Regions from separate parts of the Rattus norvegicus genome. Here region 2 is linked to region 1. The links are chromatin contacts, called in public Hi-C maps. All regions are on one chromosome and are shown on one strand. Each heading gives the region's core, a stretch centred on a gene start, on an enhancer-like site or on the middle of the called end of the contact. The rest is flanking DNA. Distances are from core to core; before and after follow the strand shown.

What was found. A called contact is a pair of places that touch in the nucleus more often than the background predicts.
Region 2: a contact with region 1 is called in a Hi-C map of frontal cortex, with 2.6 times the contacts expected there. The contact joins the promoter of Rbfox3 here to the enhancer-like site in region 1. A contact is called at or near these places in 2 of 12 Hi-C or Micro-C datasets (frontal cortex and prefrontal cortex).

Annotation. Positions count from the first base shown.
Region 1 is chr10:104,602,175-104,606,470 of GRCr8, forward strand. All of the region lies in intron 1 of Rbfox3 (RNA binding fox-1 homolog 3), which reads right to left. The region is part of intron 1 of LOC134480909 (a long non-coding RNA gene); the gene reads right to left. Among named protein-coding and RNA genes, the nearest start is that of Rbfox3, 51 kb to the right of the region's middle. Within about 2 kb of position 2,802, at least 17 of the 93 cell types and tissues checked have an H3K27ac peak or open chromatin away from gene starts, as enhancers often do.
Region 2 is chr10:104,653,901-104,657,904 of GRCr8, forward strand. It overlaps Rbfox3 (RNA binding fox-1 homolog 3), which reads right to left and starts at 1,644. Exons shown (of 15, transcript NM_001134498.3): 1 at 1,376-1,644.

The sequences.
Region 1 (4,296 bases), core at 1,552-4,051:
TCGTGAGGCTCCTGCAGCAGCCTGCTGCTTCTGGGGCCTCGCCTCGGACCACTTGGCGAGCCTGGCGGTTCCTTCAGGATTTAACTATGGTTGTTGGTTCATGTCTGGTGTCTGCCTGCCTAGAGGACTGGTCTGCAGCTGATTCATATTTGGTGTTTGCTATGGGACTAAACGGCTACCAAAGAAGATCAAACTCGCCCCCAAAGAACTATTATAGAACAGGTCCACTTCCCCCATATCCTAATAACTTTTCCACTACCTCTGCTGGGTGGTGGGCTAGAGGAGAGGTTGAATTCTTATTAAAAGTAGGTTACAAAAAATGTGTGCCCACAAGTACCTGCTCTCAGTCTCTGAACCGTCTCTCCAGCTCCTCTTCTTTTCAAAGCGTATATTTACTGTGCTCTGCTCCAAGCTACAGAGCTGCGAAGGTTGATAAAATAATAGTCCTATTTTTATTTCTTAACAGATATTTACAAAATGAGTATAATTCTCAAAACCTCCAGTGGTGTCTAGCCAGGACGAATTCAGAGATAAGCAGTTCAGGGAACCCCTTGGCAGTGGCTGCTTCACTTCCGGTGAAGAAACACCAAGGGCTCCACAATGTAAGTAGGAGCCACAAAATGGCTACCTGTGGCTGTTTCTCCACTTCCTGGATGTGGAAACTGAGGCACAAGGGAGCCCAGCTTCATGGCAGAGAGGCAGGCTTAGACTAATTTGTCCAGGAGGAATACTGAAACAGCAACATTTAATGTTTTAGTAACCATTCATAGTTTCTTTCTTTGTTTCTTTGTTTCTTTCGGTCTTGGTCTGGAGGTTTTTTGGTTTTTTTTTTTTTTTTATGGGTATGGGATGTTATTTTGTTTTGTGACAGAGTCCCATGTATCCAGTCTGGACGTCAGTCAACACACCAAGAAGCTGAGAACTGAACATCTGGACCCCTGGTCTTCCTGCCTCAGCCTCCTCCCACTCCCTAGCCCCCCATCTCCCCCACCTCTACAAGTAAGCATCACCATGCCTGCCTCTAGCACCTACCTTTTAAAACATAAAACTTAGATCTTTTTCAAAGTAAGGCCAGCAAGGTGGCTCAGTAGGAAAAGCCACCAAGTATGACAACCTGAGTTCCACCCTGAGAACAGGTAGACAGAACCAAATCTGTGAGCTGTCTCCAGATCTCCACGCACATACCAAGACATGCACAAACACATACGCAGACTCACACACTAAATAAACAAGAATTTCATCATTTTTTAATTTTAAATTTAAAATATTTCAAATGTTTTTAATTAAGTAAAAAAATAAATGAAATGGGTGAGATTAATCTTAATAATAGACCTCGTTTAACCTAATCTTCTCAAACTGTAACTGAGCCAACATACATGTAATGTAGCAGACGAACCACTCCCGAGGGGCTGTGCTCTTGTGCTGAGTGGCATCAATGCTTACACCAGCCTAGTGCTCCCATGTGGCCAATGGCCACAACCCTGGTCTACACAGGCACAGACTCCTTCAGGCCACCCTACCTCATACCCACGGCCCAGGACCCAGTATGCAATGACCTTCTGGGAACCACACTGACCACCAAGACCTTTCTCACTTAGAGATTCTCCCAAACCACCATGTAGCCATTTTGAGCTGACCTCCTCCACTCCCTTTTGAGCACTTTCTCTGAGAGAGTTCAGGTGCATTCCAGGGGGGTTGAGAACAAAATTCTCCAGTGACAGAGGACCTCAGAGCACAGCAAGGTTCTGGAAGTCCACGGCTGGCGATGGAGAACCACTGACCACTAACACAGAACTGAACTTCCAGTCAGCTGTACCCTCCCTCCTTACCAAGCAAAGGAGACCGAAAAAGCTAATGGATAAATGCCAGTCAGAAAAGAGCAGGTAGCGAGAGGACTGCACTCTCTGGGCCTGTGCCAGCTTCATGGGTGTAGAGCCTGTGAACTCATTAGCACAGATGGTGCTGGAGTCGACACACAGGCCAGGGATTGGCTACTGCCCAGAAAGTATTCGGAACAACTGGTCAACCTGAAGAGCTGAACAGGGCAAGGAAGGACGTGGGGTGAGCCCTAAACCACCTGAAGAAGTGGACATCAAGGGGATGACAAGCAGCTAGAGGACACCAAGAGACCAAGGAACTCAAGAACCACCCCCTGCTAAGGCACTACAGGGCAGCTCCCCTGCTTGGTGGGGTGGACGTGAGGCCCACAGGGCTCGGACCATCACACTCTTGGTGACTCGAATAGCCACAGTGGCTCCAAGCACAGTCACTGTCTTGGTATCACCCATTCAGGTCCCTCTTCGACCTTGTGGACCGAACCTCCGTATCCATGTGATGGAAAAGTACCAGAAGCTTCCCTGCTTTGGGCACCATAGGCTCTGACAGCTGGCGCCTCGGCCCCCTCACCGTGTGCCGGCTCCACGGTCATGTGATCACAGTGCCTGCGGAGGGAGGCATCGAGGAAATGCCTCCCCAGTTGGTTGCTGGAGAACTGGTTTGCACGATCATTTCACAAGCAGGAGGGGAGAAAAAAAGAAAGCAGAGAGTAGCCGGCCCTCTCGAAAGCCTCCCGGTATCTTAGAGGGCACCTCCACCAAAAACATGCCCTGCCAGCCCCAGAATCCCGAGTTCACCTGTGTTGTTGTGCCCACCACAGCCACTACCAGACTCCACAGGCTGCACCTGACCGGCATTCTCTTAGCTGGACTGGAGCCAAGGCTGCACCCTCGGACTCTGCTGTGTCTCCTCCTCCTCCACCACCCCTTACATAACCAGGCCTGTCCTCACCCCCACCTTCTAGACATGGGGGTGTAACATCTGCTTGTACTGTTCCTCCAGGAGAGGACCTTCCCCCACACACCCGCACCCCAAACTCACACACTGCCATCTCCCCCAGAGTGGTAAGGGACAAAAAAGTACCATAAAATAAAAACACGCTACACCCACCTCCTCATTAAGTGGGGGAAGGAAAGCTCCTACAAGTGAAACTCTTTCTCTCTCTTTTCTTGTTCTAGAAAAACAATGATGGATCCTAGGAGGCAGGATCACAGAGGGCCAGCACTGCCCTGCCTCTTCATCTCCCAGGCTGGAAGCATCTTTGATATTTCTTATTGTTAAACCAGAAGGAAAGGGAGAAGTCTACTGGAACATCACGCTGGGGCTCACAAGAGATGAGAAGTCAGAACTCAGCTCCTGGAGCCCCTATCAGGGCAGTCCCCTGCCCCTGCCCCTGACTCTGTTCCTGCCCTTGCCCTACCCCAGCACCGGCACCTGCCCCTGCCCCTGCCTCCTGTCCTCCAAGAGACATCTTTGAGAAAAGGGAGGGCCCCTGCTGGAATTGATTAGCCACACAATAATTGGTGGTCCCTGATTGAGACCACTCCAGCCATGCTCAGATTCCTGAAGGCCCAGCAAGGTTCGCTGGTGGCCTCACCTAGCAGCAGACACCAGCCACCTCAATTCTTCTTCCCAGCCAGCCCCATGCTGTCTTTCTGTCTAAATACTTTTCAAAGCCCAGGGGAAAGACTTTCATTCTTTCCCCAAGGAACGTCTGCTACATCTCCTTTATCCAAACCAGTCTCTGGGCAGCACGGCCGCTTCTCCTGAGCCCCCACCTGACTATGTCCTTCAGCAGGTACATGGGTGATCTCCTCCTCCTCCTCCTCCTCCTCCTCCTCTTCCTCCTCCTCCTCCTCCTCTTCCTCCTCCTCTTCCTCCTCTTCCTCCTCCTCTTCCTCCTCCTCTTCCTCCTCTTCCTCCTTCCCTTCTCCTCCTCTTCCTCCTTCTCTTCTTTTCTCTTTCCTCCCCTTCTCCCTCCCCCCCAGTGTGTGTGTGTGTGTGTGTGTGTGTGTGTGTGTGTGTGTGTGTACACAAAAGCCATCTTGTCAAATCCATGCACACGCCTTACAGGTGTGAACAAGGAATTGAAGGCAAATCCTTTTGGAATGAGCGGGTTTCTTAGAACTGAGATAGATCCCATGAGTGGAAGGGGAAGGCCAACATCCTAGAGCTCCATCTGTCACCACCGCACCCCATGCAGGATGTCAGAGGACAGCTGACCTCAGTCTGCTCTCCCTCCAACACAGAAGGACCTGTTCCCAGCCTAAAAGGAAGCTTGCATTCACGGAGCACACGGCGTGCTGCTCCCTTGTCAGCAACACCAAAGCTTGCCCAGTCCCTGTGTGTTGGTGAGCTGGGATACATCAGGTGTGCCTTCCGCAAGGGTCTGAGCTGCTGAGATACCTGGGTGGATGCTGACCTCACTGCCTCTGATGATGGCCTCCAAGGAACTCCAAG
Region 2 (4,004 bases), core at 394-2,893, 51 kb after region 1:
TGCCCAGAAGAAAGGATCTCTCAGTCCCTGTCCTTAGCTTCCACTGTGGGTGCCTCGCACATCGAAAGACTACCGGCGCCTCCGGCGTCCTTTTTAAAAGTGACCATTAAATAATTAGAGTGCGTCTGAAAAGCAGAATCCAAAAGGGGGAGCAAGAATGTGGCTCTGCCTTCTGGACTTTCCTCACCTCGTCCTCCCCCCCATACTAGCCGACGTCAGTGGGCTTCGTGAACAGCCAACCAACCCCCAACCTCATGTGAGACCCAAGACCCTGAGTCTGCTCCAGCTGTCTAGTAGGGTCTCGATGCCCCTTCGTGCTCGCCGCGCCTTAACAGACTGGGTGCGAGACCTGGGTGGCCAGGACACTGAGGGGCTGCATGCCAATGGATAGAGGCGAAGCTTCATCAGGGAGCCCCCAAAGGACCGCCGGCCTGAAGCCACCCCCTGACACCCCTCTCCTGAAGAAGACAGCCGCAAACGAGCCTCGCCGCCCCATGGGGCCACTAGTCAGAAAGTTTGGGCTAGGGTGGTGCAGACCATCTTAGCAAAGCTTTCCCAAACAGGCTGTCCCGGCCCTGTGGCTGTGCCTAAGCGAGCAGTAACCTCCGATCCTTGTTCACGCCTGTGGGAAGACTCGGCCCCGAGCGCCCCCCAGCTCTCGGACTGGAGAGCCCTGCGCGCCACCCGCGCCCGTACCACGCATGCCGGGGCGCTGCGGGCCCTGGTCCTCCCGAGGGAGCCGAGGAGGACCTCAGCCCTCCCACAACTCCTTGGGGGTCATCAGTTCCTCAGTCGGCTCTCCTCCTGGAACCCAGCAGCTCTCCTGAGACTGGGGGTGGCGAGAGCCGCACGCCGCAGCGCATCAGGGTCGCCAGTCCTGCTTCCAGCCCCTCGGGTTGGGGCCGCCTCTCTGATGTGCCCCGCGGGCTGGGATCTCCGCGCGCCACGGCTTCCCCCCAGTCTGGGAGTTCCCAGAGCCGGGCATTGTGCCGCCGCCGCCGCCGCCGCCGCCGCCACGGGCACGCAGCGCGCGGGACTCCCTGGTGTCTCCATGGAGCCTGACCCTGGGCCTTCCCATTCACAAAATCTCCCCTCTGGTTTCCCTGCGGAGCCCTAAGCCCGGAGCCGGGACCCCAGCCCCCGCAGAACTCAGGAACCCCGACCCCGCGCGCGGACCCCTGACCCCCAAGGGCGCCACCCCATCCTCGCGCGACCTCAGGTCTGTCCCTGGCCATGCTCCACAGCCCCGCGTCCTCGCCGGCCCCGCCTCCCACTGCGGGGTCCCGTGCGCCCCTCCCCGGGCTGTGCCCACAGTCCCAGCCGGCCCCTCGTGATGGTGATGACCGAGGTGGAAGCCCAGGGTCTTGCTACTCACGGGTTCAGCGTTCCCCGCGGCAGGTGACGGGGCCCTGGCGGCCATGCCCCGGCTGCATCCCGGCCGCCCAGGCGAGCCGGCGGCAAGGAGCGCGAGAGGCCGGGTTGGAGCGGCGGTGGCGGCCGCAGCGTCTCCGGCGATCACGCGAGCTGCTGGGGCAGGCTCCCGACTGCTCTCGGAGGAGGTTTCCGCTGGTTCCGGAGCAACGGCTCCGTGTCCCCGCTCCGCTTGCCTCGCCGACACACTCTCTCTCTCTCTCTCTCTCTCTCTCTCTCTCTCTCTCTCTCTCTCTCTCTCTCTCTCTCTCTCTCTCTCCCCCCCCCCCCCCTCGTTCCTCTGGCTGGCTCGGCTGAAGCGAGAAGGCAGCAGGAGCACGCGGCGGCGGTGGCGGTGGTGGCGGCTGCACGGGCGGAGCGCGCAGCTCGGCGAGAGAGGGGGGGGGGGCTCCGGCGGTCGCGCGGCCAGGGAAGGCGGCGGGGCAGGGAGGGACGCGAGCCAGCTGAATGTGGCCACAGGAGCTCTGGAGTCCCAGCTTCAGCCTCTTAACAACAGGGATGCGTAGGCTGGTGAGACTTGCAGGGCACCCTAGAGCTCAGTGGCAGCTGGGTTCCTCCGAGCTCACCACCACCACCACCACCACCACCACCACCACCACCACCACCACCACCACCACCACCACCGTGGTCTCACCTCCCCTTCCTCCCTCCCTTCTCCTGGGCGATCTCAGTGTAAGTCATCACTAGCGACACTTAGCAGGACCCCTGCACCCTCATTCCGCTGGGACCAGTTTCTCTCTCTCTGCCCAGGGGTCCCTAGAAAGACTTGGTCGCTGAACGGCAGGAATGAATGTCCCCTCCCCCACACCTCTCCAGCTAGTCTGCAGCGCCCGCGCCTAACTGGCCGCTGGGGAAGACCCTTAATAGGCCTGGAGTTCCATGCCTTGCCTTCCTGAGAATCACAGGGCAGGCAGGGAGGCGGGAGGCCTACCCTGGAAGAGGACACAGGGAGCACACATTTGTCCCCACTGATAATCCTGTGGCCTTAAATATTTCCATCCAGGTCAGTTAGGAGAACCTAAAAATCGGAAGCGTTCCAGTCTCCCCCAACCCAGGGAAAGAGAGCCTAGCATGCTCTGAAGGCTGGCATCTCTAGTGTTGGGGAGAGAGAGGGGCTGGGAGGAAGATATCATTGCCTCTGAGCTGTCAAGATGAGACCCAGGTATAACAGTAGGGTCAGCCCCCAGCATTTGGCTCCAGAGTTGAGCAAAAAGCCTACTTGACTCCCAAAGGCTTGGACTGGAGCAGCTACTGTTCTATGTAAAAGACGACCGCCATGCAGTGCCTGGACTTGGGAACCTGTGCTCTCAGAGGACATTTGCAATCTAAAAAAAAAAAAAAAAAAATTTAAAAAAAAAAAAAAAGCCTGATACAGGTTGCTGAGTGCTGTTTGTAAAACGACCGGCCTGTTTCTTGCACCTAACTACAGCTTTCAGTCTGAGGCACATACCATGGAGCCTGGAGCTCCGTGTATAGGGCAACTAGACAGAGTGGAGAAGAGAGAGAGTAAGAATGGCCTTGAGGTACTCTCTGGCTAGCTGGGCTGCACACTGCCTTACCTACAGAGTGAGGGCAGACAGTGTTCAAGCTGAGTGGCTGTTGCCTTCTCGGGAGCTTTTAATTCTGGTCCTTCAGCCTGTCTGGGCCATTGATCTGTCTTGCCCAGTGGGAATCACGTGCTTTAGAGCAAGTAAGCAGCCTAGCCCTGCAACTGAATATAAACACCTTGTCTCTTGGACATTCATAAGAGTCTCTGAGATGGCCCCAGCCCCAAATTTGAGATGGCACAGCTCTGCCACTACAGACCAACTGTTTCTTTCTATGTGATCTGGTGACCCAAGCTTTCATGTCATGGGGTTGCTGGCTAGGCTCATACACACCCATCACTAACCTGTCTCGTCTCCCTGGGTCAATGGTGTCTCCCTCCTGGTTCTTCTGCCCTGAAAGCCCTTCCCCTGTGGTCCAGTTCCTACTGCCCTTCTAATCCTGCTCTTAGAGCCCTCCCAGAGACCAAAGTCTGGTTCCCCATACTGCACTGAACAAGCCATGAGCTTCAAGTGAAACGGCTCAGGACTGAAACCCTAGTCACGAAGCCACCTCCAGAGGTCATTCCCAAAAAGGTCTGCAGGTGGCAGTCTTCCAGTCTCCAGACAGGTTCCAATCAAACAGCACAGTCAGCCACTCAGAAAGCTTGGTACTAAACTGAATGAAGCAGGCACCTGTAGCCAGGGGCAGCCATGTGGCCTGACCAGTAGGTTATCCCTCAAGAACAGGCCCCGGAGCATATGCCCTGTGGGCCCAGAGGCCATCAAAGGATCTGCCCAGAAAAGAGTGACAGGGCCTGTGAATATAACTCTATGCTGAGATTAACAAAGATGTTATTTTTAGTGTGTGTGTGTGTGTGTGTGTGTGTGTGTGTGTGTACACGCCAAGTGAGTGTAGTGACCTCAGAAGCCAGAAGAGGGAGTCAGATTCCCAATGGCTGACGCTATAGGCAGTTAGGAGCCTCCTGACTGGATGGCGGAAACCAAACTCTGGTCCTCTGGAAGAGCAGGAAGTGCTCTCACGGAGCC